2 separate regions of the Oncorhynchus kisutch genome follow, and region 1 is linked to region 2. Evidence: chromatin contacts called from public Hi-C data. All regions are on one chromosome and are shown on one strand. The core of a region is the stretch at or near the end of the contact, and the rest is flanking DNA. Distances in the headings are between cores, read along the strand shown. Region 1 holds the start of LOC109903969 (growth/differentiation factor 6-A-like). Region 2 holds the start of LOC109902208 (transcription and mRNA export factor ENY2-2).

Region 1 (4,486 bases), core at 842-3,341, 160 kb after region 2:
GTAATAGCTGAAAAAGCGCAAAATGCATAAATTACGCACGGACGCCGTCGCATGAATATTACTTTTCGGACTTTTTAAAGTGCAAAAAACATTATGTTGTAACCTATTAAACAATACAACTCAACACTCGAGGGCCTGGTAGAATCTTAACAGAAACCACCAATGTGCTAAGAGAACGGAAGAAAAAATATTGTCAGTAATTAAAGTGGCGGTCGCACAGGGAGGTACACAGTAAAATACTAACCACTTCATAGCGAAGGACGTGCTCTTACATTTTTTTCCTTCGTTTTTGGTGATGTGCCATTGGCTGAGCTGGGTCATTATGGGAGAATAGACAGTGTTTGATATGTTATGACATGAACACTCAATTAGATCACGAGTTCAAATACTCCAATCAGCGGTTCGATGCTAAGCAACCCTCAGAGAGTCCAGAGAAGGGTCAGAGCCAGTGACACATCAAATCAAAATCAGGGGAAAAGTGAGGCTTTTTCACCAAATCATCTCTATGCTACAGATGGGAAATAATGGCAACAATGACGTTAACTGCTTGCATTTCTCCTCTAAAGATAAAGCAGACGTACATGTGTTCGGTTTGTTGGTGTTTATCTTCCTTTGTCTGTCTAATCAAATCCGTCAAATCACCTTGTTACACAGTTAACTGTCCCTAATCACCTGTAGCCCACCCTAACCCATTCTAATATATCCGTTTATTAACTGCAGAGTTGGCCATACAGATTGCATGATGATCTGTAACACAAACTGTTCAAACTGTTCATTCCTAGCAAGCCAACTGTAATTTCCTGTTTGACGTGTTCACTGATTCACATAGTCCTACACCAATTTGTAAATGCACAAGTTCTTTGGAAATATAACTTTTTCTATGATGATCACAATTGGCTCTGTTTTGAGATAGTCTAGTCGGACGACAAGGCAAGGTTTGAGCAGGATGGGTTTGGTGCACGCGGGGACCAATAGAGAATGATTTACTACCTTGATTTAGATAGGACCTCAATTAGTGTTTTATTGTCGTCTTACCTGGGGCTCAATGTAAGTATAATATAACTTTTTACTTTGCAAAACTGACGTACGCCTATGGCTCTTAAAAATGTGTCCCAAGGGCTCAAAGTGAACTGAATGCGACAACAAAACGTAATGCGTCCCTCATAAACGGTGATAACGTTCCAGTGCAACTTTGAGGCTGACAAGATAATTGCACTTTAGCTTGTGATATATCGTTTTATGCATTCATTAATAGTACCTTTTACAATTCAAACTTCTACATATTTAGATTGGCCAGCACACTCTATTTTGATGTGGTTATTTTATTTTATGGCACTCTTTATGGGTCAAGAGTAGAACAGGCAAACCATTTTTCCACATTTCAACTTGCAACTCCAGCATTTCTTTCAATAAGACAGCCATTGTAAAATTATTAGTTTATGCTATTGTGAAAGGGGGTGTTTTTTTTAGATTCAAAAAAATGCATACCATGGCTGCAGCGATGTGTGCAAATCTAGAACAAACGTAGCAAGATTGTTACTTGGTCGTATGCAACGGTAGTAGACTACATAGCTAAGTCATTTTAGATGAGACCAACCTGTTCCTCTGTCCACAAAACTTGTTATGGTGTTTGCAGACTTTGAGGAGCGGAAAAAACTTGCGTTTAGTCCGAGTCTCTCTGCAGCCGAATACGTTCTGTATATGGAGAGCATGTAATCGTGGGGCACAATTGCGTCCTTATTAAAGTCTTCTCGGTGACGGCTTAACATAGGGGAAGATGCGAAGATCTCTTTGAGAAATGTGGTTGACCTTTGTCCATCATGAAGTATCTTCACTCCCTTGTTTCTCCTTGGCATAGAGGGGGATATGATGGCAGCTGACTGAAAACATGGTATATTCCAAATGAAGATCAGTAACAAATATAACGATAGTACTTGAAATGCGTCCATGGTGATAGTGTCCCAAAGATGTTTCGAAGCCCTCTCCACAATGAAGCGACTTTTAGACAGCAAGAGCTGAAGATAGACTGCGCGTCAGTTAGACTTCTGCGTTCCCTTCTCACCAGAAAAGTGCGTTCGCGCCCTCGACTTCACACAAGAGCGGAGACTGTTGAATCAATAGAGAAACACGCCCACTTGCAGACGCTCATGTAGCCTACTTACTGGAGAACTTTTCCCAGTCTTTCTATGGACGTTAAGACGGAGGAGACATCTCCGATGGCCGAGAAGTCGTATCTCACAGCCATAAGTAACGCCACAGGAAGCCAAGTTTAAAGGTACAATAACACGTTGGCATAGGTCAAGAGTTGGACAAAGATTTCAACAGAGCAGAGGTCATGGAACGTTCCTAACCAGCTGAGAGAGTAGCCTATTGGCCTATATTGATCAATGTAACCAATTATCTAAGACCCCCCCAATAAACTTTTAGACACGAAAATATTTTTTTTATTTCAAACATGCAAAGAATTTGGGGCCATCTTGTTTTACTTTATAAAAACCTTTCGCAATAGTTTAGCTATTTGGGACGATGTTCTACATCCCTAACGAAGGTCACAGGTGCAATCTTTACTTTTCAAGACAAAGGACCTCGGTTATATATATTGTATTCCTGTGCGTAAACCAAATTGGCAAAGGTTATCAATAGATTCTGAAAGTACTAGAAGAGAATGTGTTCCGTTCAAGAAAATAAATGGCACGAACACTATTCATTAGGCTATTCAGCCTATCTTTTTGCTGTACTCTACCGGCCTCCAATGGCATTGCCATGAACTGCAAGTTGCTTCAAAATCATACGACCCGTACTTCTCTAAATATCTAGGCCCACTTGATGAAGACATGATAATAATGTATCCTCAAAAATGTGTCATTCAGTTCATGATAAGGACATCATGTCTCCAGATAAAGGACAATGAAAATCCCTTGTGGAAATCTCCAATCTTGAACGGGTTAGTCAGAGATAAGATGTGTGCATAGGCCTTGTCAGTAACATATTAACTAACTGTGGTGTTAGTAGGTCAACAAACCGACAAGGTCCTTCACAGTGATAAGATTTTAAATAGTTTGAGACAGGAAACAACTTCACAGTGATTTATAATGCATGCAGGTGTTGATGCATTCACTAATTGTGTGTCTGCCATAGTTTTTACTCTGTGTATGTTTAGGACTATAGCCAACCTCTATGCAGGCCCTATTTCTAATGACAGTTGGGTAAGATTGGATCCAAAAGATTCACCAACCAAATACTTTACCCGGTTTTGAAGAACTCCACAAAATCAATTTTGGATGCAGATTTTTTTTTGTGGTATGTAAAGTTTTAGCTTTTATCTGCACTACCCATGAAAAGTTTAAGAACACCTACTCATTCAACGGTTTTTCTTTATTTTTTTATATTTTTTTCTACATTGTAGAATAATAATGAAGACATCAAAACTATGAAATAACACATATATGGAATCATGTAGTAACTAAAAAAGTGTTACACAAATCAAAATATATTTTATATTTGAGATTCTTCAAATAGCCAACCCTATGCCTTGATGACAACTTTGCACACTCTTAGCATTCTTTCAACCAGCTTCATCTGGAATGCTTTTCCAACAGTCTTGAAGGAGTTCCCACGTATACTGAGCACTTGTTGGCTGCTTTTCCTTCACTCTGCGGTCTGACTCATCCCAAACCATCTCAATTTGGTTGAGTTCAGGGGATGGAGGCCAGGTCATCTGATGCAGCACTACATCACTCTCCTTCTTGGTAAAATAGCCCATACACCGGGTCATTGTCCTGTTGAAAAATAAATGATAGTCCCACTAAGCCCAAACCGGATGGGATGACGTATCGCTGCAGAATGCTGCGGTAGCCATGCTGGTTAAGTGTGCCTTGAATTCTAAATAAATCACTGACAGTGTCACCAGCAAAGCACCCCCACACCATAACACCTCCTCCTCCATGCTTTAAGGTGAGAAATACACATGCAGAGTTCATCCATTCACCCACAATGCGTCTCACAATGATACTGCCGTTGGAACAAAAAATCTCCAATTTGGACTCCAGACCAAAGGACAAATTTCCACCCGTCTAATGTCCATTGCTCGTGTTTCTTGGCCCAAGCAAGTCTCTTCCTATTATTGGTGTCCTTTAGTAGTGGTATCTTTGCAGCAATTCGACCATGATGGCCTGATTCACACAGATGTGTCTGTTTCTTGAACTCTGTGAAGCATTTATTTGGGCTGCATTTTCTGAGGCTGGTAACTCTAATGAACTTATACTCTGCCGCAGAGATAACTCTGGGTCTTCCTTTACTGTGGTGGTCCTCATGAGAGCCAGTTTCATCATAGCGCTTGATGGTTTTTGCGACTGCACCTGAAGAAACCTTCAAAGTTCTTGAAATGTTCCGTATTGACTGACCTTCATGTCTTAAAGTAATGATGGACTGTCATTTTTCTTTGCTTATTTGAGCTGTTCTTGCCATATTATGGACTTGGTTTAAA
Region 2 (4,699 bases), core at 79-2,578:
GTATATTAGTATATGTAGTAGGCCTATGTGATCTAGAAAGGATGTGATGAAGTATCTGCAGTTTTTTTCTCATTGTTTTTCTCTACATCTTAAGTTAACAGCTAAATCCACTTTTAATCCCTGCTCTTTCCCCATGTATTAGACTGTGATGTAAGGGGCTATGCACAGATCATTCATCAAAATACTGAGGAAAAAATTTCTGAGAAAATAAACATTTTCAGTAACCCCAGGTGGCTAATGGTTGGCAGGAGTACCCCATTAAGGAATTAGGAGACGGTGCCAAGTGTCTTAGAAAATCCACTATCATGTTTGATCCTCCTTTAAACCAACCCTAGGATACCATTTCAAAACTGCAGCATATTCAGCCTGGTTAACTTTGTTTTCTAGTCACATACTCTGTTACTTCAACTTGTTTGCAAAACAATGTTATCCTATCCTTCTCTCCCTTGACTCATTTGAAAAAGAGTTTCAAACACATGGGCTGCATTTACACAGGCAGCCCAATTCTGATATTTTACCCAATTATTGGTCTTTTGACCGTTCACATCCTATCTTTTGACCATAATTGGGCAAAAGATCAGAATTGGACTGCCTGTGTAAACATGTTGTCATAAGTAGCAAATTCAAGGGGTATGAACCCTGGCCCAGTGACTGTCAATTCAATACCTTAACCATTACGCCATAAGGTCAGAACTTTTTGACAAGGTCACAAGTTTTATGTTGTTCCAATATTTGTTCCAATATTCTTGAGCTAATTGTTTTCCATACAATTATGAAGATTTTCCAGGCAGGGAATAGACATTGTTAGGATAAAAACGTCACAAAATAAAGTAATATTTCCAACACCATATTAAAAGTGGTGCAACACCAGAGATTGGAAACTGAAATACAGTATCTTTGACCGTACTACAAATTGATGGAAGTTGATTTTTAGACAGCTAAAAAGAAACAGAACACCTGACATCTAAACTGATGTCATAATATTTATATTTTTACATTTTGTCATTTAGCAGTATCCAAACTGACGATCAGTGCATTCAACTATGGAGTTTCAGGATTTCATAAAATAATCTTAACCTAGACTCAGGGTTATTCTTCTTACCGAATATTATTAGGATTGAGCAACCATCTAATACTTGCCAAAAACAGCACTTCATGGTCACGTGTACAATAAGAGGCATTGTAAGAACATAAAACTCCACTGATCTCATCTATGTAACGTTATCACTCTGTAAGAGTTGAGTCTGTTATAATCCGAGTTCTTATTCAACGCTACCACCTAGTGGCATAACGATAGTACTTCATTAAAAGTTAGGAACCTTTTCTGGTATCAACGGTTTCCTGGGGGTCCTTATTCATTGTGGGACACAACAATTAGCTGTGGCTAACTAGCTCGCCAGTTATAATTTTATTGGCACTGTGTGCAACAGCATGCACGTTTCATCGAACGTTTTGGGCAAGTGTGAGATTTTTACGTCCTTGATAGCGATGTAGCTTGTTATCGCCAATTATCAGATAGTGAACGAGCTTGTTTGCCTGGCTAATGTCAAAAATACGTTAGGTTGTCAACAGTTAGCATATAGCTAGCAAGTAAAGCCTAGCAATGGTTTATGCTGCTCGTAGTTTGTTCTAAAGAGGAGTGATTTAATGTTATCTACAGCGCAAATCTTAACATTTTTCATGATAGACAGCTGTCCACCTTGTTTGTAGACTGTTACAGTAGCTAGCTAACGTGAACTATTAAACTGATCCCTGCCTCAGCAGTTGACTAATGAAAGCTAGCTAGCTAACACCACAACATAAACTCAATCTGAATCTCACCTTTGCAGCTAAAAGAATATGAGCAAAGATTCCAAGATGAGAGCAACAATTAATCAGAAATTAACTGAGATGGGTGAACGAGAGCGGTAAGAACATTTCACAAATGTCTATTTAATCGTTATTAGAAGACCGATCAACTCTATGGTCACTACTCTTCTTGCTTGTTTTGGTTGAACCACAGATTGAAGGAGTTGCTCAGAGCTAAACTCACTGAATGCGGATGGAGGGATCAGCTGAAAGCTCATTGCAAAGGTAAGAGTTTTGCAAAGGAGAATTTAGCATTTTTTCAAACACCTGAAACACAATTTTTTCCCCCAGCAATCATTATGCTTAATTCTATGTAAAAATGATATTGATATTTTTCTGCACATCAAATCTCTTGATCTGTCTGTATTGTCCTGTCTGCTCTTTAAAAAATATATATAAACTGAATATGCATCTCTGCTTAAAATTCTGGGTAAAAGATTGAAAGGAATGTGAGTCTCATTCAGTTCATTTTGTAATTTGCTTGCTCTTCTAAAGTCTACCAACCTTGCCAGCAGGCATGCTGTTTAAAATAGTTAGACACACTAGCTACTCTAACTTCATTTATAGCCTGAAATGGCTCTTGGCAGCTAGTTTTAGGAGATTGAGAATATATCTGGGCTAGCGAAAGCCAACTTCATAAATTGCTAGGTGGCTAGTAGTATGACAGAGAACAACAACATTTTAAACAAAATAATTGTTTTATTATTTTTAACCAGGGCAAATCTGAGGGGGCATGTGCCTCCTTTGAGTATGACGCCACTGACATGGTAAAAAAAAAACAGTGTAACCATCATGCCACTCATCAAGTAATTGTTTGCAGATGTCATCAAAGAAAAGGGCTTGGAGCATGTGACCGTCGAGGACCTTGTGGTAGAAATCACCCCTAAAGGAAGAGGTATTTAGGCCTTTTTGTTGTTGTGTATACAGTACCTTTCTTCTCATCCCTCTGTTCAATAACTTTCAAAAAAGTTTAACGTTGACACAACTATCAAAACCCGAAACGAATACTGTATCTTTATTTCCTCCTCAGTTCTGGTGCCTGATAGTGTGAAGAAGGAGCTGCTGCAGAGGATAAGAGCCTTCCTGGCTCAGCATGCCACATAATGGAACCAACGTGACCTTTTTTTGCTATCAGAGTTTTTCGAGCTTGTTTTCTTTTTGCCATCGTGCTGTTATTACTAGCTATTTGATGCAATCATCCATCATGATTTAGACTTATTCAATTAGTTTGTTAAATGTCCGATTTTAAGAATGAAAGATGTCTGTTTTTCACCGCCCGCAGTTCTTTACATGATGCAACGAGTCAACATGTGTCAATAACTTTACGTTGTATTGGAATACATAACATTCTATGCTGTTTTTAATCTGTGGATTGTCTTCTGATTTTGAGTTGGTTTGTAATTAGAGAAATGCTTTTGAGAGGAGTTGGTAATAAAGCTGGTTCTGGGTTTTGTACGAAGTTCAATGCGATGTTTTGTTTTTGAAAGAAGGCTTGCAATGACACTCAATCTTTTAGACTGTGTTACAGTCGGTCTGTGTAGGTTAACTTTGTATATTTAACTAATTTAATACTCAGATACTCAATTGAGTATCTGGCCAATAGTTATTCTCATACTAGAGGTACTGTAAAATAATATGCACAATAAAGAATCAAAGGATGTACTTAAACTCAAGATATGGAGCTGTATGGGCAATTTACCTTGGTAATCTGAAACACACTACAGTGGTGCATTGAAACTTAAGGTGTCCTTTGACTAAATTACATCCCCTGTGCTTATAAACAAACATACATGTTCCCATAATGACGACCCTACTGCTGCTTTACTTCCTAGAGTAACAGAGTGGTCCTGACGGGGGAGCTATTGGGATGGAGAGGGGGAGATTACGAAAAGATAAACACGAGTGTTCACAGGGAGAGATATAACTCATGTGGATGCACCAAGGGACAAATAGCTTTTTTCAGATAGGGTTTTCAGATTATTCCAAGGTCCTGTGAGTGTAGTGTGTGAAATGAGCAAGTGTTCATGTGAGAGACTCCTTGGGTTGACAAGTTCAGAAACAAAAGTTATACCATGGTGTGATGGATAAAGGAAATCTGTAAAAAGTTGGCCACGGCCCCTCTCTACAATGTCCCGGCTGTTACTTTAAATACAATAGACAATCCATGTAAGCCTTTCTCATTCTGGACACAACTGTATAAACTTCATATCACATCTGTAAAATACATTTTCACAGATTAGCTTGTAAGGCTCTGATCTGTTTTATAGTTTAGTCAATTCCACAAGATGACTCAGATCACTTTGTTTTGTTTAAACCACTCTTGTTACAGACCAGGAATAGCAAATAGGCTATAGATTACATTTTGAATGGCTGTGAACCCGTGCAGGGCACCGCTCAGCATGAGTAGCACATTACCAGGTAGTGAGTGAGCCTTTGCACTGGTCACCTACTGAAGAGTGTTTTCTTAGCCGAAGGACCTGCCGTGACATCAGCCCATGTGACAACATGCTGATATACAGTGCTGCTGGCCCAGGGAGGGAGGCTGCCTGCCTGTAACCCCCCCAGGCCCGAGCTCAGAACTCTAGCTGGCTCTTTTAATGGCCAACATCAATCCCCATGTTATCGTCAGGGCAATCTCGCTGGGCCCCCAATATATAAAGGGTTCAACACTAGCTGGCCCTGCGCTGCCTATAGAATTACTGGTGAGTGACACATTTACTATCATACAGATTCTATTTACTTTCTCACTCTATTCTCGACTCTGGACCCACACAGTGCTGTTGAAGAGGCCGAGATACTGAACAGTAACCAGATGAAAAGATCTGAATGGCTTCTCAAATGAAAGAAGGAC

The links. A called contact is a pair of places that touch in the nucleus more often than the background predicts.
Region 1: a Hi-C map of muscle shows a contact between it and region 2, with 4 times the contacts expected there. The contact joins the promoter of LOC109903969 here to the promoter of LOC109902208 in region 2. A contact is called at or near these places in 2 of 2 Hi-C or Micro-C datasets (liver and muscle).

What each region holds. Positions count from the first base shown.
Region 1 is chrLG2:27,508,039-27,512,524 of Okis_V2, forward strand. It overlaps LOC109903969 (growth/differentiation factor 6-A-like), which reads right to left and starts at 2,092. Exons shown (of 2, transcript XM_020501012.2): 1 at 1,598-2,092. The coding sequence starts at 1,949.
Region 2 is chrLG2:27,350,538-27,355,236 of Okis_V2, forward strand. It overlaps LOC109902208 (transcription and mRNA export factor ENY2-2), which reads left to right and starts at 1,329. Exons shown (of 5, transcript XM_020498375.2): 1 at 1,329-1,456; 2 at 1,830-1,907; 3 at 2,003-2,073; 4 at 2,669-2,743; 5 at 2,879-3,313. The coding sequence starts at 1,840. The coding sequence ends at 2,952.